Linked DNA regions of Mus musculus: regions 2 and 3 are each linked to region 1. The links are chromatin contacts, called in public HiChIP or PLAC-seq maps. All regions are on one chromosome and are shown on one strand. Each heading gives the region's core, a stretch centred on a gene start, on an enhancer-like site or on the middle of the called end of the contact. The rest is flanking DNA. Distances are from core to core; before and after follow the strand shown. Region 1 has its middle 14 kb from the start of Gm29685. Region 2 overlaps Ppp1r12a (protein phosphatase 1, regulatory subunit 12A). Region 3 has its middle 27 kb from the start of Gm40754.

What was found. HiChIP or PLAC-seq counts read pairs in DNA pulled down with a chosen protein or histone mark.
Region 2: an H3K27ac HiChIP or PLAC-seq map of neural progenitor cells shows a contact between it and region 1, with 13 times the contacts expected there. The contact joins two enhancer-like sites. A contact is called at or near these places in 1 of 39 promoter capture datasets (the 3T3-L1 cell line), 1 of 15 datasets of contacts at CTCF or cohesin (pro-B cells), 48 of 484 Hi-C or Micro-C datasets (the 3T3-L1 cell line, the AML12 cell line, the Ba/F3 cell line and 35 more), 11 of 115 datasets of contacts at active chromatin or transcription factors (CD8 T cells, the HPC-7 cell line, acute myeloid leukemia and 7 more) and 1 of 9 other capture datasets (bone marrow-derived macrophages).
Region 3: a contact with region 1 is called in an H3K27ac HiChIP or PLAC-seq map of neural progenitor cells, with 4 times the contacts expected there. The contact joins two enhancer-like sites. A contact is called at or near these places in 2 of 15 datasets of contacts at CTCF or cohesin (the NIH/3T3 cell line and large pre-B cells), 3 of 484 Hi-C or Micro-C datasets (macrophages, nephron progenitors and regulatory T cells) and 4 of 115 datasets of contacts at active chromatin or transcription factors (bone marrow-derived dendritic cells, memory CD8 T cells, neural progenitor cells and 1 more).

Annotation. Positions count from the first base shown.
Region 1 is chr10:107,931,053-107,934,029 of GRCm38.p6, forward strand. No RefSeq gene overlaps it. Among named protein-coding and RNA genes, the nearest start is that of Gm29685, 14 kb to the right of the region's middle. Within about 2 kb of position 1,574, at least 141 of the 459 cell types and tissues checked have an H3K27ac peak or open chromatin away from gene starts, as enhancers often do. A contact at or near this core is called in the C2C12 cell line, the NIH/3T3 cell line, embryonic fibroblasts and 6 more, where this site is marked.
Region 2 is chr10:108,184,014-108,186,990 of GRCm38.p6, forward strand. All of the region lies in intron 1 of Ppp1r12a (protein phosphatase 1, regulatory subunit 12A), which reads left to right. Among named protein-coding and RNA genes, the nearest start is that of Ppp1r12a, 23 kb to the left of the region's middle. Within about 2 kb of position 1,543, at least 69 of the 459 cell types and tissues checked have an H3K27ac peak or open chromatin away from gene starts, as enhancers often do. A contact at or near this core is called in the C2C12 cell line, the NIH/3T3 cell line, embryonic fibroblasts and 5 more, where this site is marked.
Region 3 is chr10:108,131,982-108,134,958 of GRCm38.p6, forward strand. No RefSeq gene overlaps it. Among named protein-coding and RNA genes, the nearest start is that of Gm40754, 27 kb to the right of the region's middle. Within about 2 kb of position 1,455, at least 38 of the 459 cell types and tissues checked have an H3K27ac peak or open chromatin away from gene starts, as enhancers often do. A contact at or near this core is called in neural progenitor cells and stem cell-derived neural progenitor cells, where this site is marked.

The DNA.
Region 1 (2,977 bases), core at 324-2,823:
AACACTTTTTTTTTTATATCCTGACCTCAATTTCCCCTTCCTTTTCTCCTCCCAGTCCCTTGCTCTCTTACCTTCCCCCTTCCACCCCTCCACCCACTCCTCCTCCGTTTGTCTTCAGAAAAGGGCAGGCCTCCCATAGACATCAACCAGCCATGACATATCAAGCTGCAGTAATACTAGGTACCTCCTCTCCTATGAAGGCTAGAGGAGGCAACCCAGTAACAGAAAGGGTCCCAAAGGCAGGAAATAGAGTCAGAGATAGCTCCTACTCCCACTGTTAGGAGTCCCACAAAAAAAAAAAACAAAACAAAAAAAAAAAAACAAAAAAAAAACAAGCCATACAACTGTAACATATGCTCTGGGGGTGTGGGTCAATCCCATGCAGGCTCCCTGATTGTCACTGAAGTCGTCTCTGTGAGGCCCTGTGAGCCCAGATTAGTTGATTCTGTGAGTTTTCTTGTGTCCTTGCCCCCTCTGGCTCCTACAATAATCCTTCCTCCACATCTTCCTCAGGATTCCTCAAGCTTTGCATAATGTGTGGCTATGAGTCTTTTCCATCTGTTTCCATCAGTTGCTGGGTGAAGCCAGTCTGCTAATAATTATGCTAGGCACTAATTTGTATTGAGAGAGAGAGAGAAAGACAGACAAACAGACAGACAGACAGATATAGAGACAGAGACAGAGAAAGACAGAAAAGAGAGGCAGAAACAGAGAGGCAGAGAGAGACAGACAGCGACAGAGAAAGACAGAAAAGAGAGGCAGAGGCAGCGCAGAGAGACAGAGAGAGAGGCAGACAGAAACAAAGACAGAGACAGAGAAAGATAGAAGAGAGAACGAGAGGGAGAGGGAGAGGGAGAGGGAGAGGGAGAGGGAGAGGGAGAGGGAGAGGGAGAGGGAGAGGGAGAGGGAGGCAAATGAAGTGACTCCTAATTATACTCTCCTAGAACAGTTCTGTCCTATGAGATTCCCTCAGTCACTGGGCCACTCTTTCCTGTCAGTCTCTCATCAATCACCCTTTGTTTAAAATGTGACTTTAGTTCTCACTGGGCTCAAATCATCCTCTGCTTTGTTCCTACTAAAGCACCAAGAGCAGAATGGCTGATGCCAGCCTGACACCCACGGGGTCTAAAGAAGGCGACTTTTTACCTTCTAAGTTCTCTAGTATTCATTTGTGCCGATGCTTAATGGCAGTATGAAAAATAACCCTGCCCTTGCCTCGGCAGTCTCTGAATCAGGAACTTGTTCTTAATCTAAAAGGGCCTTTAGGACGTTTGCTCTGAGCAGCCCCTACCTTATACATAAAAGTCTGTGATCATCTGAGGATTCCTAGCTCGCTGGATGTGGTCAAAGGAATCCTTGGCTTTCCTGGAGTTTATGCTTACTATATGAAAGTTCTGTTTCCTATACAGATTTTTATCTTCCTTGTATCTCCCTAAACAAATAATCTTTGAAGTCAGTTAAGATGAAAAAAAAAGAGAGAGAGAGAGAGAGAGAGAGAGTGGAATTATTTCACCCTGCCTTGTTTGTTTCCATGAGGGCTCTGAGTGAAAGGAAAAGATGAGTCACCCGGTTCTATTCCGTATTTGGTGGTCGGGACTCTTGGCTGTCATAACCAAAAGAGGGCAGCACTCCATGGGGTTTGAATTCTCAGGAAGCAAAGTCTTGGTTTCTCACTGAGCTCTACCATAGCAAGGCAAATGTGCTCTGTGTCACAGGTGATATAGAAAGGAGGAGAACACAGATCCAGATATACAAAAATAAGGGAAGAACAGCACACTTGGAACAGCAGTTAGGATAACCCTGTTTGTGAGCTGTGAAGACATTTCAGTGCAATGAGAATGATTGTCAGGTGGTTTTTCTTGGTTTGAAACATAATGAAAAAGCACTCAAAGCTCTATAATATTTTTAATATTGAGTGTACTGTGTCTGTGTGTGCATATGCACATGTATGCATATACCAAGCCTGGGTGTGGAGGTCGGAGGACAACTTGTGGGAATCAGTTCTTTCCTCTACCCTGTGAGATCTGGGAATTGAATTCCAGGTCATCAGTCTTGGTAGCTCATGCCTTTATCCACTGACCAATCCCACAAAGGTTTGGGGTAAGGAATATAACTTGACTCTCTCTCTCTCTCTCTGGGGAATATGCATCCAAGGGGGAAAAGAGACCCAAAGGAAAACCAGAAGATAATACAAAAAACTAAACCACTTTACAAAAAGTGAGGAACTGAACCAGTGGGGGGGGGGGCTGGTGGGGACACTATGAAATACAGAAGATGACTTTATTAAATAGACAAAGGTCAAAGGGGTCTGATGTGAGCCCTGAGGTTTCCTATCTGAAACTTAATCATAGAGTCAAGCCCTTGACCTATTAGGAATAGAGGAAGAAATAACTCATTTGGAAGCCACCATAATGAATTCATAATGAATTCAGTTTTGGGAACATTTCTCTTTCAGGGAAATCAAGTCCTTACTATACTGCTAAGATACAATGGGGTACAAGAAGAAATGCAGAAAGGAGATTGCCCCCAAAGATTGTTTTAAAAAGCAATCATGAATGCCTACTCTAAACTCCTTTATCCAGATAGAATCCCAGTGCTAACTACATGACTCACTTGTAGATACAGTGCTGGCCATTCATGAGTTATGCCCTCCTGACCTCACCCAACACTCTCTTTCTTCATTCTAATGTTATTTTAGTCATGTCTCATAGCAACATTTTGGGCAACAACTGGCCACACATACAGTGACAATTCTGTAAGATTGTATCTGCTAATAGTGACGTCATAGCCATTCCATTTGTGGAAACACTGTGATGTTCACATAACAATGAATGCATTTCTTAGAATGCATGTAATTTTTAAGAAATGTCTTATTGTGTTTGTACCTTGTAATAGTGATAACAAAACCCTTTTGTAATATAATTGTGAAAGCATCAATTAATTCCAACTATAATATTTTCTACATAAACCTGAAGAC
Region 2 (2,977 bases), core at 293-2,792, 250 kb after region 1:
TTTACATCCCTCTGTTTGTCCTCGTGTACGTGAAAGGTAAGCTACCTGTAGATTTGTAAGTAATAAAATAATAATGCAGTTGTTACCGGGAAGGGTGGACATGCCTGTGATCCTAGCTCACGTGTGGCTGAGGCAGGAGGATGCTTAGTCTGGGCTGTAGAGGGAGAGAGGGAATAGTGGGAAGGTGTTCATTGTGTGAGTACTTCTCCCATAGGGCTTCTGAAATCAGCTGGAAAGATAGCTTCATGTGGGTTTCTAAGTCCCGTTCTTGTAAAGAAAGGAAGGGTAACGACGTTTATTAGATTTGTTTTTTTTTTCTTTTTTTCCAGAAGTCAGTTTTTATATTCCTTGGTTATCTCCTTTAGATTTTATAGGCTGTAGTTCCTCTAAAAACTTTCTTCCAGGGTTCGAAACTTTATGTAAAATATTAAATATAAAGTGAGGGGCGGGAAAGATTACTATAGAACTGAAAAAGAATTTTCACATTGTTTAAGCACAAGGACCTCACCCATACCTATGTACTGTTACTTAAGGCTCCATTTTTTAAAAAAATGTTTGGTAAATTAAGCGCTATAAACTAGAATGGAAGATCAATGCTAGGTAAACAGAGGAAACTGAACCTAATCTGTCTGTACTAGGCTTTATACATTCATTGTGAGCTTGCTTTGTTTGTTTGCTTGTTTTCAGTAACATTGCTGGGATTGTGAGAAATACGTAATAAAAAATCCAGGCTGTCTTGTGGTAGGTAATTCGCTCTTGTGGTAATTCGGCACCTATGTTCGTGTATTTTAAGGCTTTCAAGTTTGCCTTTAACCCCCTGCTTTTTCTTCCTTGGGAATCCCAGAACCTTATATGGTCAAGACTCAGCTTTCAGACTTTCAGTAAAATGCAAGGCACCACTCCAAAAAGAAAAAAAACAAACAAAACGCAGGCTGGCTTTTACTTTGTCTTCAGTGTTCTCTTCTTGGCTGCCTTTATTACCACAGTAGCCGAGTTACTCAGAACCTTATGTGCTGCATTAGAAGTCGTCTTTCTGGGGGAAGGAATTCCTTTTGTGGAAGTATTTTTATGCTAGAACACTAACATTAACAAATGGTCCGTGGCATTGGTTATATAATTTGATTTAAAAAATAAAACCGCAAAGCAGTTTAGGTTCTTTTGTCATGTTGTAAAAAAGGAGGGTATATTGTATCTGTGTGTCTCATACCTAGGAAATATGGAAATTTTTGATGGTACAGTATTGACAAAGCTGAACAATGAAGTTGCTGCCTGGGAGTCTTTGTGTAGTGATGCTGCTGCATTCTGAGTAGAGCACACAGGAAAAGATGGCGAGCATGAATACGTTCTCTGAGTGGTTCTTAGTATCTGTCACTCAGTTATACCATTAAGGCAAATTAATATTGTGAAATTCTTAGTATTAGTTCACAGTTCCACTTAGGAAAAGGGAAGCTATTCTCTCTGTGTTAAACTAAAGACTATAAATTAGCCCAGCTCTCATAGCAAGTCTATGACACACTCAAATAGAATTTCCATGATCACGGTGAGTTACAAGTAGCAAAGATTGCCAGCTTACACAGCTACTGGTAGAGCTGCAGCATCATCCTGCAGGCTCCTCCTATTCAGTGTCTGATTAAAGTCCAATAGACTCCAGAGACAACTAGTTGTCATTATCAGTATAATGACAACTAAAGAAGGGCCCTTGATTTTGAGTGTTCATAGTATGGTAGAGGACAACAAGGGGGGAAAGGGTAGAGAAAGCAGATAGATACAAGTGAGTAAATCACTGTTGGTAGTGTTTTAGGACAGGGGTGTTCATGTTACAGAAAACAGTCATTCAGTCCCAGGGGTATTTGTTCAAGCTGTAGAAGACGTTAAAGACAAATGCTGAGGTCTAACTGAGCAATTTAAAGGGTATACTAGTCTCTTAACCATTACCTAGTGAAGTCCAAGAGTGTACGTCCTTTGTCTTCCTCCAGAGATGTTGGCATGTTCTAACTAGTTCATTCTGAGGACTGAAAAGATTGGAATTCTTGGTAGCAGTTCTTTTTTTCCCTTCCTTCTTTGTAGTTGAACTTGTCTCTCTCTTGGACCTCCAGTTAGGAGAGAGAATTACCTTAATCTCTCTCAGGAGCTCCTCCAGTCATCACACCTTGTTAAAAGGCGCTGCAGCACTGAGGACCAGGCTCACACATGAACTCTTGAGGAAATACTCCAGCCATAGCCAAACCTTAGCAGAACCTAAGAATGTCCTTCTGTTGTGTTTCCAGCGCTAGCTTTGTTTTGTCTAAGAACTTTAGTTATTTTAGCAAAGCTTTATAATGCTTGCTTTCTAACAAAGAAACCTGTACATGTGTTAAAACTTTTAGTGGGAGAATTCTCCCCAACTAGGCAAACTATATTTGAATTTATGTAATCATTGAATTTGTAGTTAGATAAAATAACTTCTGTGTAGTCAGTGTAAAATTTGTATGCAAAGGTTTCTCCCCTCACATTGAAATTTTTTATGACATTATAAAATTTTAATTCATTATTATCTGATTCAGAGATTCAGAGTTGTCAATAGTCATTTACTTTATAGTAATACAGATAAGTTTCTGAAAAGTGATGTTTTGGAATTCATTTGTAAGTGTTCTTATGTGTTGTAACCATTTTTCAGCATTGATCCAAATTCTATGATTGATACTAAAATGCAACAGTAGTTACCATTAAATATTATCTATAATTGCTATCAGGAAACATTTCAAAATCTTTCTACAGAAACATTTTGGTATGTTTTAATTAAGAAGTATGTATACCACACATTCTGTTTTAAACAAAAAAGCATTTATTTTGCCAAAGACAATAAAGAATAAAGAGATAATTAAATCTTAGGTGTTATTTTCTTTATAACTTGTCTTTCCTCATTGTAACAGGCCCAGGCTTGTTTTAGACTTGTTATGTAACTAGGGATGACTTGAGTGCCTGATCTTTCTGCTTC
Region 3 (2,977 bases), core at 205-2,704, 200 kb after region 1:
TACGTTATCAGAGCTAACTAGTCTGTCCACTCTTACGCACTGAATTATAGGCAGCAGGAAAGGAACTGGGGCTGTGTTTTTGCTATCTTTGTGTTCTCAGCTCCTGGCATAGGGCCCAACACATAAACGTACACAGTTGATTTGTACAGAACTGAACTGAGTACCGACATCAGAAGATAAACTTTCCTAGCAATTATAATCTGGAAGGGGTGAATAAATGTTTTTTTTTTTTTTCATGGAACCACCATTGAAGTCTGACTTACAAAAACTCGTGTGCCCGGTGTCACTACAAGTGATAAGCTAAAAAAGCAAACACCATGTATTATGGACTGCTGGGATCATGTTTATGGGAAGATAAGATTACAGATCAAAGTTGATACTTTTTCCTGTATGTATGTCTCCTCCTGAGATAGCCATCATATTTCTGTCAGGCTGTCTATTTCTTGTGTCATTCAGAGGCAAACAGGACAAATGATTTTTTAAAATGGGTTAACAATAGAAGTGAAGGTAAATATTCATGCAAAATACATGTTTCCCTTCCCCTGACCCATCTCAGAATAAGTAAAGCTTTGTGGGGTAGTCAGCATCGCTGTTGACTCAGGAGAGCCAATTAAGAACGTACATTTAAGGTTGGGCACAACTTCTTGAGCTGCTAGTAACAGCTGTAGAACTTGTACTTAAAGTAATGATTTATACCATTATTGAAAGCCATCAAATTAACTTTGATGACATTAGAGAAGAAAAAAATGATATAAACAAGGTTTAAGTATGACTTTTTATTTTTTTCCTCAAGAGAGTTATCAGGCGCTGGGAGTGGTGGCACACTCCTTTAATCCCAGCACTCGAGAGGCAGAGGCAGGCGGATTTCTGAGTTTGAGGCCAGCCTGGTCTACAAAGTGAGTTCCAGGACAGCCAGGGCTATACAGAGAAACCCTGTCTCGAAAAACCAAAAGAGAGAGAGAGAGAGAGAGAGAGAGAGAGAGAGAGAGAGAGAGAGAGAGAGAGAGAGAGAGAGGAGTTATTAGGCATCAAGAAGGAAAATGCATATTAGTGTGAGATAAATGCCTAATGTAAGGGTACCAAAGTCGGCATTGAGGAAGAGCGGCATATGTCTGACGTCACTGATTCGGCCCTATTCAATGGGTAAGATTCCCACGTGCGACACTCTCAGAGGTCAGGACTCTCTTCCCTTCACTTCCTTCCAAGCCACTGGAGAATGATGACTGGAGTTAGTCCAGAATGACAAGCTTACAAATCAGCAAGCTTGTTCATATTCTCTCCCTTCAACTCCCTCTCCCCCCCCCCAACTCCCTGTCCCTCCAATTCCCTCTCCCCAACTCCCTTCCCCCCCCCCCTTCTCACTTCCTTTTCTTCCATGGGACCATATCTAAAAGTCTCAAGGGTAAATTTGGGGGTGAGGGAAAGCTTTTGTCTAAGGCCACTTCAGCCTAAGTGAATGCAGAAATGGCTGCTATCCTAGAGCTACAGCTCTGTGTAATGTATTCCTCTGCGCTGAGGTTTGGGCTCCGAGCATTGAATGTTTCTTCTTTTTGCCAGTTTCTTTTGCATATGCCAACCGCAGAGACTTCTTAAAGGAATATCGAATTTGGGTTTGGAAATTTTTATATGCCGGTCAAAGCATTTTCAAATAAGAAGAAATTAACAAATCGTGATTTTTTAAAAGGAGAATTAGAACGGATTTCCTTAGGCACTGGCCAGAGCTGTACACCGTTATGAAAATGCTGCCCTCCAGGTTTATTTCCTCCACCAGATCATTCGTTTCTTGAGGATAGGAATGTCTGTGGTCTACTTTATATTCCTGGGGTATAACACACAACAGGCACATAGCAAGCACTCAAAGGCGTGCTGAGAGGGACCACTGTCCATTGCCAGTTGTATAATTAGAATTTCTTTCATTCTTCCTGAGTTGGGAACAAAGCTGCAGTGACCAGCAGCTATTTTGAGATGCTGACTCTCATGGAAATGTTTCCGACCTGCTTTGTTGGGATAGCCCCGGCACAACAGCTCTGGCCAACGTAAAAACTGTATCTTTTGTAAAACTTCAGAGCAGGGAGTATTGAGCTATGCAAGGAATACCAAACTAGAAATGTTCTCATCTTGGCTCTACTTCCTTATCTGCTAACTGTGGGAAAGCTACTGCATCTCTCAGGGCTGTTAATTTCTTTCCCCGTCTATTCAGGGACTAGTATTAAATTATACAAAACTCCCCCCAGCATCAACAGCCACATTAAATTCATCTTTGTGTTCCAACTCAATACTGAACTCATAATATGCGGTTAATATTTATCAGTTGAGTTAGATTGAAGCTGCCCCAGGGTCTCTAAAACATTACTTTACACTGTCTTAGTTCAAATGTAACATTGCTTTCGATGTTCAGTTTAAAATTAAAATGTAAGTGACCTCCAGGCCAGGGTTGATTTATTCTCACTTTTCTTTTATCCAGATTTTCAAATAAAAATAATTTACATGGTGAGAAAGCCACAGTGACTCACACTGCACTTTAAAAATCTAGGCTGCCAAACTTTGTCTTTAGTTTTGAGTAAAACACAGATCTCTGTAGAACGAGATTCAGGAGAACACTCTCTAAGTTCCTTGAACAAGTTATGCAGAAGTCGTAAATGTATACAATACCTTACTAGTAACAAACAAATGGAAAGACACTATTTTACTTATATAACAAAATACCTCCCCTCAAAGAACATTACCAATTCTTTTTTTTGTTTGTTTACTTACAGCTACTAAACAGACTTATAGTTTATATAAACTATCCTCGGTTTGCCTTTTTTTTTTAATGATCTGCACTTTCTTCTAACAATCAGGAACACCAGTGTGACTTTATGTATTTATGGGATTATACGCAAGAGTATTTAAAGTTTTCACTTCATATAGAGCAAAGCTAAATGGCTGTTAGATTTAATTTGCACTGTCAACCTGACTGGCTTTAGAATCACCTAAG